3 separate regions of the Zea mays genome follow, and all the other regions are linked to region 1. A link is a contact called in public Hi-C data. All regions are on one chromosome and are shown on one strand. Each heading gives the region's core, a stretch centred on a gene start, on an enhancer-like site or on the middle of the called end of the contact. The rest is flanking DNA. Distances are from core to core; before and after follow the strand shown. Region 1 has its middle 15 kb from the start of LOC100381340. Region 2 holds the start of LOC100273763. Region 3 holds the start of LOC542519 (Peptidyl-prolyl cis-trans isomerase FKBP12).

Evidence for each region. A called contact is a pair of places that touch in the nucleus more often than the background predicts.
Region 2: a Hi-C map of leaf shows a contact between it and region 1, with 2.5 times the contacts expected there. The contact joins the promoter of LOC100273763 here to the enhancer-like site in region 1.
Region 3: a Hi-C map of tassel shows a contact between it and region 1, with 4 times the contacts expected there. The contact joins the promoter of LOC542519 here to the enhancer-like site in region 1. A contact is called at or near these places in 2 of 25 Hi-C or Micro-C datasets (ear and tassel).

Annotation. Positions count from the first base shown.
Region 1 is chr5:217,823,217-217,825,831 of Zm-B73-REFERENCE-NAM-5.0, forward strand. No RefSeq gene overlaps it. Among protein-coding and RNA genes, the nearest start is that of LOC100381340, 15 kb to the left of the region's middle. Within about 2 kb of position 1,280, at least 20 of the 20 cell types and tissues checked have an H3K27ac peak or open chromatin away from gene starts, as enhancers often do. A contact at or near this core is called in ear, leaf and tassel, where this site is marked.
Region 2 is chr5:217,579,851-217,582,465 of Zm-B73-REFERENCE-NAM-5.0, forward strand. It overlaps LOC100273763, which reads left to right and starts at 1,308. Exons shown (of 23, transcript NM_001360436.1): 1 at 1,308-1,466; 2 at 1,676-1,745; 3 at 1,871-2,569. The coding sequence starts at 1,698. It overlaps LOC103627772 (a long non-coding RNA gene), which reads left to right. Exons shown (of 4, transcript XR_002262548.3): 4 at 1-17.
Region 3 is chr5:217,597,070-217,599,684 of Zm-B73-REFERENCE-NAM-5.0, forward strand. It overlaps LOC542519 (Peptidyl-prolyl cis-trans isomerase FKBP12), which reads right to left and starts at 1,334. Exons shown (of 5, transcript NM_001112067.2): 1 at 1,123-1,334; 2 at 757-790; 3 at 572-633; 4 at 90-142. The coding sequence starts at 1,210.

The DNA.
Region 1 (2,615 bases), core at 30-2,529:
TAGTTTATTCATTTTTGTCCTACACAAAACTTTCGCCGAGCACGTAGATCGCATTAAAGCAGAGTCGTGAGGGACGGTGAAGCATGTCTAGGGCGACAAAGAAAGAGTGCTCGAGGGCGCGGCAGTGCAGCGGGTCCACGCCGCCGGCGCCAACATCGCCGGAGGGCCCATTCTATAATCCAGGTAACCTTGCCTGCAGTCCTGCACCTGCACGGGTCAAAGTAAAATCCGCCATGCCGCTGTAGTAGCATACGATTGGTAATTGCGAGTTCGATCAGACTTGAGAGCAAAGAAGGCTTCAGAAACAGCACTGGGAGACGGCTTAACCATCTTATCGTCCATTGCAGAGATTTGGAGTACTGCGACTATGACGAATAGATGGGTGAAGGCATACGTCGTCGGCGAATAGAAATCAGATGTTCAGCCTACAGACGCTCCAAAGTGTTGGTGAGGTACCAGTGCCACTCTCCGTCATGTCGTGGGTGGGGCCGGGGCTGCTGCTAGAGAGCAGCGGTGCAGATCGAGGCAGTGGGCCGAGAGCCGGCGAGATACCATCTCCTGTTGGTTGCTATTGACACTCCTGCTGTCCTGGCAAAGCGATTCTCAGTCGCCGTGAACCGCGCCGCCCCATCGCCCACCCACGTCGTCGTCCCACACCCAGTCTCATCAGCCCGTGCCTCTCCCATCCCCAAGGGCACAGATGTTAGTTGCTGTGTTACTGTGTACGATACGCAGTTCAGTGGTACTGCTTCGCTCCTGTGCTGTGCGCCTCCCCCACCACCACCTTTCGAGTCGTGGTTCCATCACTGTCACGAGAGGTGGTTGGAGCAAATCCCGAGGTGCAAAATGAGGTCGATCTCACAACGGAACTGTTCTTTGGTACGTAGTCTCCGGGATTTAAGGCCTCCTTTATGGAGCGAGCATGCGTGTCGGCCTGACGTACCCCCGCACAAACGTTGCCCAACCCAAACCCTGGTTCCCTTCCCTGCTGGAGATCCGAGAGGGAGATAACTCCAACAGTCCAACTGATCGAACGCAGTCAGATACGTAGAGCACAGGAGATCCGAGCGCCCCTTGCCTTCCCAGCTTCCCTGCTGGCTGCTGGTCTCCGGACCCACAAAGCCGCCCACAGCGTCGTCGTCTTCCCCCGGCCAGTGGCTCGCTGGTCGCTGCCCGCCTGACGAGCGGAGTGACGACTGCTGCGGTTTGGCACGTACAGTACGAGGGTCACTCGTCGCCCGCGCTGTCCCTGCTCCGTGGATCCGGCTCAGGATCACTGCTCTGCCCGTGAGTTCGCCTAGCCGTCTGCTCAGCCCAGCTGCACAGTGCTCTACGTTGTACAGTTGTCTTCTTGTACTCGGTTACCCGCCAGAGAAACGTGTGCGTTGATCGCGACAGCTAGCTGCGCCCCGACCCGACGGGTCCGCAGCCTTCTTCTACGGACTGATCGGTCGTCTCGTCGGTGCCCCGTTCCGGCCGTAATTACTGCGCCCGTGTCAGTGTCGGTGTCGCGGAACGTACTGGTACTGGTAGGCCGCCGAAGGGTGGTTCTCGTAGCCTTTCAGCCTGCCGAGGCCTAGCGTTTCTACTTGTGGTAGCCCTACGTTACATGCTGGGTGTACTTCGTGAACAGTGGGGATCCCCATGCTTCCAGACAAAACAATTCTATGGGAGATAATATAAGTTTTAGCCGGATCAGTGCTAGAAGAAGAAGAAGAGCTGAGAGAAAGGCTGCGTCGCGCCAGGGACTAATCTGTAGTAGTTGGCCCTCTGCCGTGCAAAAAGTGTGTGGACGGGACGACGGGGACGTTTGCGTGCGGTCGCCGGTCGCCAGACGATGTTCGCCTGTTGAGTGCATCTTCGGTGGAGTGGACTGAACAGGCTTTGAGCAGATTAAAAAAAATATATGTTTGGTTGGGCTATAGATGTAAAAACAAATCGTTAAGCTGAAAGTTATAAAAAGTTAAAAAATCATTCGGTGGAAGTCACTAAAAATTCTTCCATGTTTATTTGCACAGTTATATCTGAAAGCCACTAAAAACATATTTAGATGTGCTTTCAATTTTATAATGATGAAAACTGGGTTTTGAAAAAAAAATTGTTTCCTGAATTCATCTCTTTGGTTTAGCTTTTAGCTTTTTGGAAGATAAAAATCAAAACCAAAAGCCAGACCAGACAAATCGCAAGTCAGTTAAAATTTAATAGAAGAAAATTTAGTCTCTCTTAATTTCCTCTCATCTCTATGAAACGGAACTAACGAGTTTGATATGAGTATGAGCACAGGTCCATTTGAAGGCAATTTGAAGGCACTAAATCCTAAAGAGCTAAAATAGAGGCTATAAAGTACAACTTTGGGTTAAAGGGTGAAACCATGAGGTTTGGGTACTCACATAAGTTTCATATGCCTAATACTATGTCTCTAGCACTTTTGTTTGATATCTAACACAATTCTGTGAGAAAAAGTCCTTTTAGGACTTAGTTCGAGCCATAATGCAAATCCTGGTGAAACTATGGTGCAAAGGTGAGTTCTCTACACATAATTAATTGGATTATGTACTAACTATGTTTTTCTAAGTGTTGGAAAGGCTCACAAGAAAGTCTAAATTGAAAAGAGC
Region 2 (2,615 bases), core at 58-2,557, 240 kb before region 1:
ATCCATTACGTTACAAATTTTTGAACCAAACGGTACCTTAGGTCATGACTCCTCCGACCACGCCGTTCGGAAAAGGTACCGACACGCGGCCCCCGCAGCCATGTGACCGCTCCTCCCCACGGCTCCCCATGCGCCGCCCCAGACACAGAACACGGGAGGCCCACGCGATGTACCGTCCTCGATGCCCGCCACGTGTAGCCCCGCCGGATCGAACGGACCAGCGTGCGCTGCGGGAGAGGGCAGGAGGCAAGCGTTCGGCCGGCCGGTCCAAACTCCATCTAGTCCACCCCACTCCACTCGGTCATTCTCCTCCACAGTAGCACAGCTAGCTCTTGCCCACCACCGCCACGGGCCCACGACGTCCCAACCCGGTCACCACTAACGTTTCGACCGTTACGGGAGGGCCCCTGTTCCCCCGACGTTGCCGCGCGCGCCCTGACGTCGTCAACGCTGCTCCGCTCGGTCGGTGAACGCAGCTGATTCCGAGCGACTCTCCACATGGGTCTGTTTGGTTTAGCTTTTTTCTGACCAACTTTTCTGAAAATCCGGCTGTGGAGAGAATCTGGCTGTGGGGAGAATCTAAGTATTATTACGATTACGTGTAGAGGAAGATAAAGTTGTTTATAGGGCTCAGGATCTAGAAAGTAACGAATTCCTACTATTACAACGACTCAACCGATTATATGTTTATGTTGATTTTGGATGGTTTTTGCCCCCAACGAATTTTATAGAAGCTGTCTGAAAAACTGAGCGTTTGGCAGTCCGCAGTAGCTTTTGGTGGCCAGAAGCTGCCAGAAGCCGAAACAAACAGGGCTATTGTGGCCTACGGCGAGGCTCAACGGAAAGAAAGGAAACCGTCGGCCAAAAGAGAATGGGCCAGCTATCGTTGGGGCGCTTTTTCGCATATAGGCCCCTCTTTGCTCAGGATAAATGCTATTGCTTGCATAACTTGGGGACGGTTACTGCACCTAATCACCTATGCACCGTATATATATAATATACGGAGTAATAAAAGATAGTAAAATTACCGCGTGTTAAACTGGCAGCGTTGTTCTCCAATCAATTGTTTGATATGCGCCTATTTTGTTCGAAGAGAAGGAACAATGCATTTCTATGATATACTATATGATACCGTACGGTAATACCGGGCCAACAGAGGGCCTAACTGCAAAAGTTTCGCCCGTCCCTTTCCTGTTTATTCGAAGGCAGTGGGGTTTTAGTATTTTTTCTAGTTACGCCCATGAGCTAATAAACTCGTACTTGTCCCTTTCCTCCTGCTCGGCTCCGCCTTCCCCACTCGTCCACTCCCCGTACACTCCATCGCGCTCGACGCTCCCGTCGCTGTCGGCCACCGCGCTGCGCTGCGCTGCTCGCAGAGTTCGTCCCGACGCTCGTCCGAAGAAATTCAAATCCGGGGCGCTCGCGTCACTCCCAGCGACAAATCCGCGCGTAGATTCGGCTCCCAAGTAAGCATTTCTCCCTGCACGATTCAGCCGACTCCCATCCCCCCCCCCCCCCCCCCCCCCCCCCCCCGAAATTCCTCCCGTGTTCAAATCTGCGGCTGCGGGAAAATTTTTCGAGGGGTTTTCGGGTCTGGGAATCACCCGCATTTGGTGCGGCTGGCTCGGGATTTTTTCTGATTTTTGCTCGATTTTGTTCTCTTCGTCCGTTTCAGTTGGAACCCGCATGCGCTGGCCATGTTCACGGAGGGGCTAGATCGCGACGCCCTCAAGTGGGTGCGAGAGGTGAGTGAGCTCGCCGCGCCGCCGGCCCTAGCTGAGTTCAGCTGCTGCGGCTTCGGGTTCCCGTTCTCTGATGCGTGTTTTTTTGTGTGTCCCTGGTGGTGGTTGTTGGTGGAATGCGTCTGCAGGGCCAGGGAGCGGCGGCGCTGCATAGCCACGACCGGATGGACGCGCTGCGTGCCGTGCGCGGAGCGGCCGGCCGCGGCGGGCTTGGCATGCCGACGCCGGAGAAGTTTCGGAGCGGCCACATGCCGCGCGGCGCGACGGTGCCGCTGTCACGCTCCTCGCTGCGCAGCGACGACGGCACCGCCGCCTCGGGATCCGACATGGACGAGTCGTCGGACAACGATGAGATCGAGGTCTGCAGCGGCAGGTACTCGGTCGACTCGTCACCCCGCCGCGACGACGTGACCCGACGAACGGCCGTTCCCCTCTACCGCTACGCCACCATGCCTGGGCAGCAGAGCTACTACTCCACTGATGATGGCTACTCGGACTTGAGCTCTTCGCGTGACACGGCACTGCCAAGAGCTAAGGCACAGCCGTTGGGACGGCCGCAGGCACGGGTCGTTGAGTATGCTGATGAGGAGTACTCCGTATCTCCAGGCACCTCCGAATTTTCTAGCCAGGTGGAAGGGCAGAGCAATGGTGTGACCTCCAAGGGTGGGTATGTATCAGAGTACTCCCATACTGGTCCAGCCCGAAGAGAAGCAAACAATTTGGGTCCTAAGAATCGTGCAGCAGCTCCAGCGAGGATGCGATACCAACATGACAGCCATTCTGCTCATGTCCCCGCTCGAGAGGATGTGAAATCAACACGTAAATTGGTTAGTTTTCTTTGTTTATTTACAAAGATTTTTCATTCATCTACCC
Region 3 (2,615 bases), core at 84-2,583, 230 kb before region 1:
AGTGCCTTCAAAGTTGCAGTAGTAATAAAATGCTAGAAGAGCCAGTAAAGCAAACACATTCAGACTAATTCGACGTCTGAGGGGCATACCTGGATACGAGCAACTTCACCCACTTGCATGGTCATAACTCCCTCGTCCCATCCTATAGGAAACAGAGCAATTAGCACAACAGTAATTGGAACTGCTGTCTGCTTATTTGGCTAATATACCATAGTTTTGTTTGCAGGCCTGTGGAGTTTTGGCATGCAACATGAAACTGGGCTGACCCTGAACAGTATTTGCTCACTTTTGGAAAAGTCTAAAATGCTCTAGGCTTCATCTGGGTTAATGTGTCACGGAAAGCATGACTGGCAGTTTAAAACCATGGGTAAAAGAGAATAATATAAAGCAAACAATGCAAATTTGGAGCTCTACCAGAAACAAAACATCATGATAAGTAAAGCTCATGCCGCATCTATAAATAAGATCAACAGACCCTTGCTAAATCGCAAAGCAAGTAATTCACGTGAATACAACCAACAGGCAAAGTTTTTAGGTTTCGACATGAACTGATTATCTGTGGCAGGATTACCTTTGATCACTGAACCCTGACCAATGCTGAAACTGAATGGCTGCTGCCCAGGGTCCTTGGTGCTGAAAGACACAGCAACAGAACACAGTGACTGACAGGAAAAGAACTACTTCCAGTGTACACGTGCCTATTCCACTGATGCGCTACACTTCGGTGTAGATCAAGAGAACAGATTGATTGTTTACCTCCAAAATTTCTTGGACAGATCACGATCCTTCCCTGAAAACAAACCCAGAGCAGCAAGCAAAAGTTAGCGAACGACTACTGCAGATCAGATGGTGTTAGTCATATAATACAAAATGGAAGATAAACGAATTATGCATTGCACAAGGTCCGCTTGCAACTCTGGATCAGATCGATCTCAATCTTACGACTGAACATCGCATCCCAAGCATCAAAGCCGACGAAAAAGGAGTCGCCGCTTATACATCGAGGCTACTGCACGAATGGATCTGAAAGCATCTAACTCTAAACCCTAAAAAGTGATTCAGATCCAAGAACAACGTAGTAAGTAAACCAGAGGTTTATGGGGGTGAAGGGAAGAAGCGAACCGTAGCCGGTGCAGTGAACGGTGACCTTCTGGCCCTTTATCGGCTTGGGGCCGGTGCCGGATCTCAGGATCTGCTTCTCGAAGCCCATCCTTCTCTTCAGTTCTCACTATCTTGTCTCCTGGAGTTGACGTCTTTCTTTGGGCGGCGGCGGCGTCTGTGTTGCGAGTTGCGACTGGAGCCCGCCCGCTGGTGGTGGCCTAGTGTCGGATAGTGCGTGGCCACTGGCCAGTGGGGCGATATTTGTCCCCGCGGCATCTATGTGCAGCAAGGTGCCCAATGTCTTTTTTCCTCTGCCGTCCGATGGACATTTTTGCACGCAGCCAGATGATCGCTTTCTATGTTATTGCTACGTGTGTCTGGGATGAGCATGACACATAATTGATCGAATCTTATATTTCTTTGGGGTCTGCAAAAAGATTGCTCGGAAGACAAACATGTTAGGATTCTGTTACCCTTGTGTCCCATCAACATACTGTTCCGCGCTTGTATGAGTCTTGTTAATTTGCATGCCTCGTGCATAATCTCTCACCGCATCGTACTGCTACCGAAGTGGTAGAGATCAAATTTTCAAAGCTGTTTTTGTTGTTCATCGAGTGAACAAACTGTTGTTCTTGTTGTGACCTCTATTGCCTGTGCCTGTTCGGCTGTTCCTCTGAACGCTTCCCATCTTGCCGCCGACATCTCCTTCCATGTTGTAGTTTAGAGTGATCTCTGTTTTGTTGCCTTCAGCACAAAACATCATACCATTTTTAATGTTTTTAGATTGTTGAATTATTGCATATATTCCATTTAAATAAGGTTTAACTATGTGATATATAGATACGATACCAACACATGGGCACATAACTATTGATGAATAAGATATCAACAAGAGAGATCAAAGTCGGCTTAGCAGAGGAGGCAAAGGAGTACCTTCGAACAATCCTCGTTGCTGTTTTTTGTCTCCTTTCCGTCCTGCCTCCGCCATGTATTTATAATAATATTATATATATTTATATCGTCAATATAATAACAGTGTTACGGTGATATTTTGTCACATGGATTTTGCATATTATAGTGATACTTGTCGTTTCGTATATATGTTTCATACTATTTTTTACTTTCGTGGCAACGCACTAGCACATATCTAGTGAATATAGAAAACTAAAAAAAGACATAGCGACACAATATCCCACTCCCTCGCAAGTACAAACAGACCAATTTTCCACAGGAAAAGCAATTTAGAATAAAAGAAGTTTGAAAGTCGCCTAGAGGGGGGGTGAATAGGGCGAAACTGAAAATCTCAAAAATAATCACAACTATAAGCCGGGTTAGCGTTAGAAATATAATAGAGTCCGCGAGAGAGGGCGCAAAACAAATCGCAAGCGAATAATGAAGTGAGACACGCGGATTTGTTTTACCGAGGTTCGGTTCTCTCAAACCTACTCCCCGTTGAGGAGGCCACAAAGGCCGGGTCTCTTTCAACCCTTCCCTCTCTCAAACGGTCCCTCGGA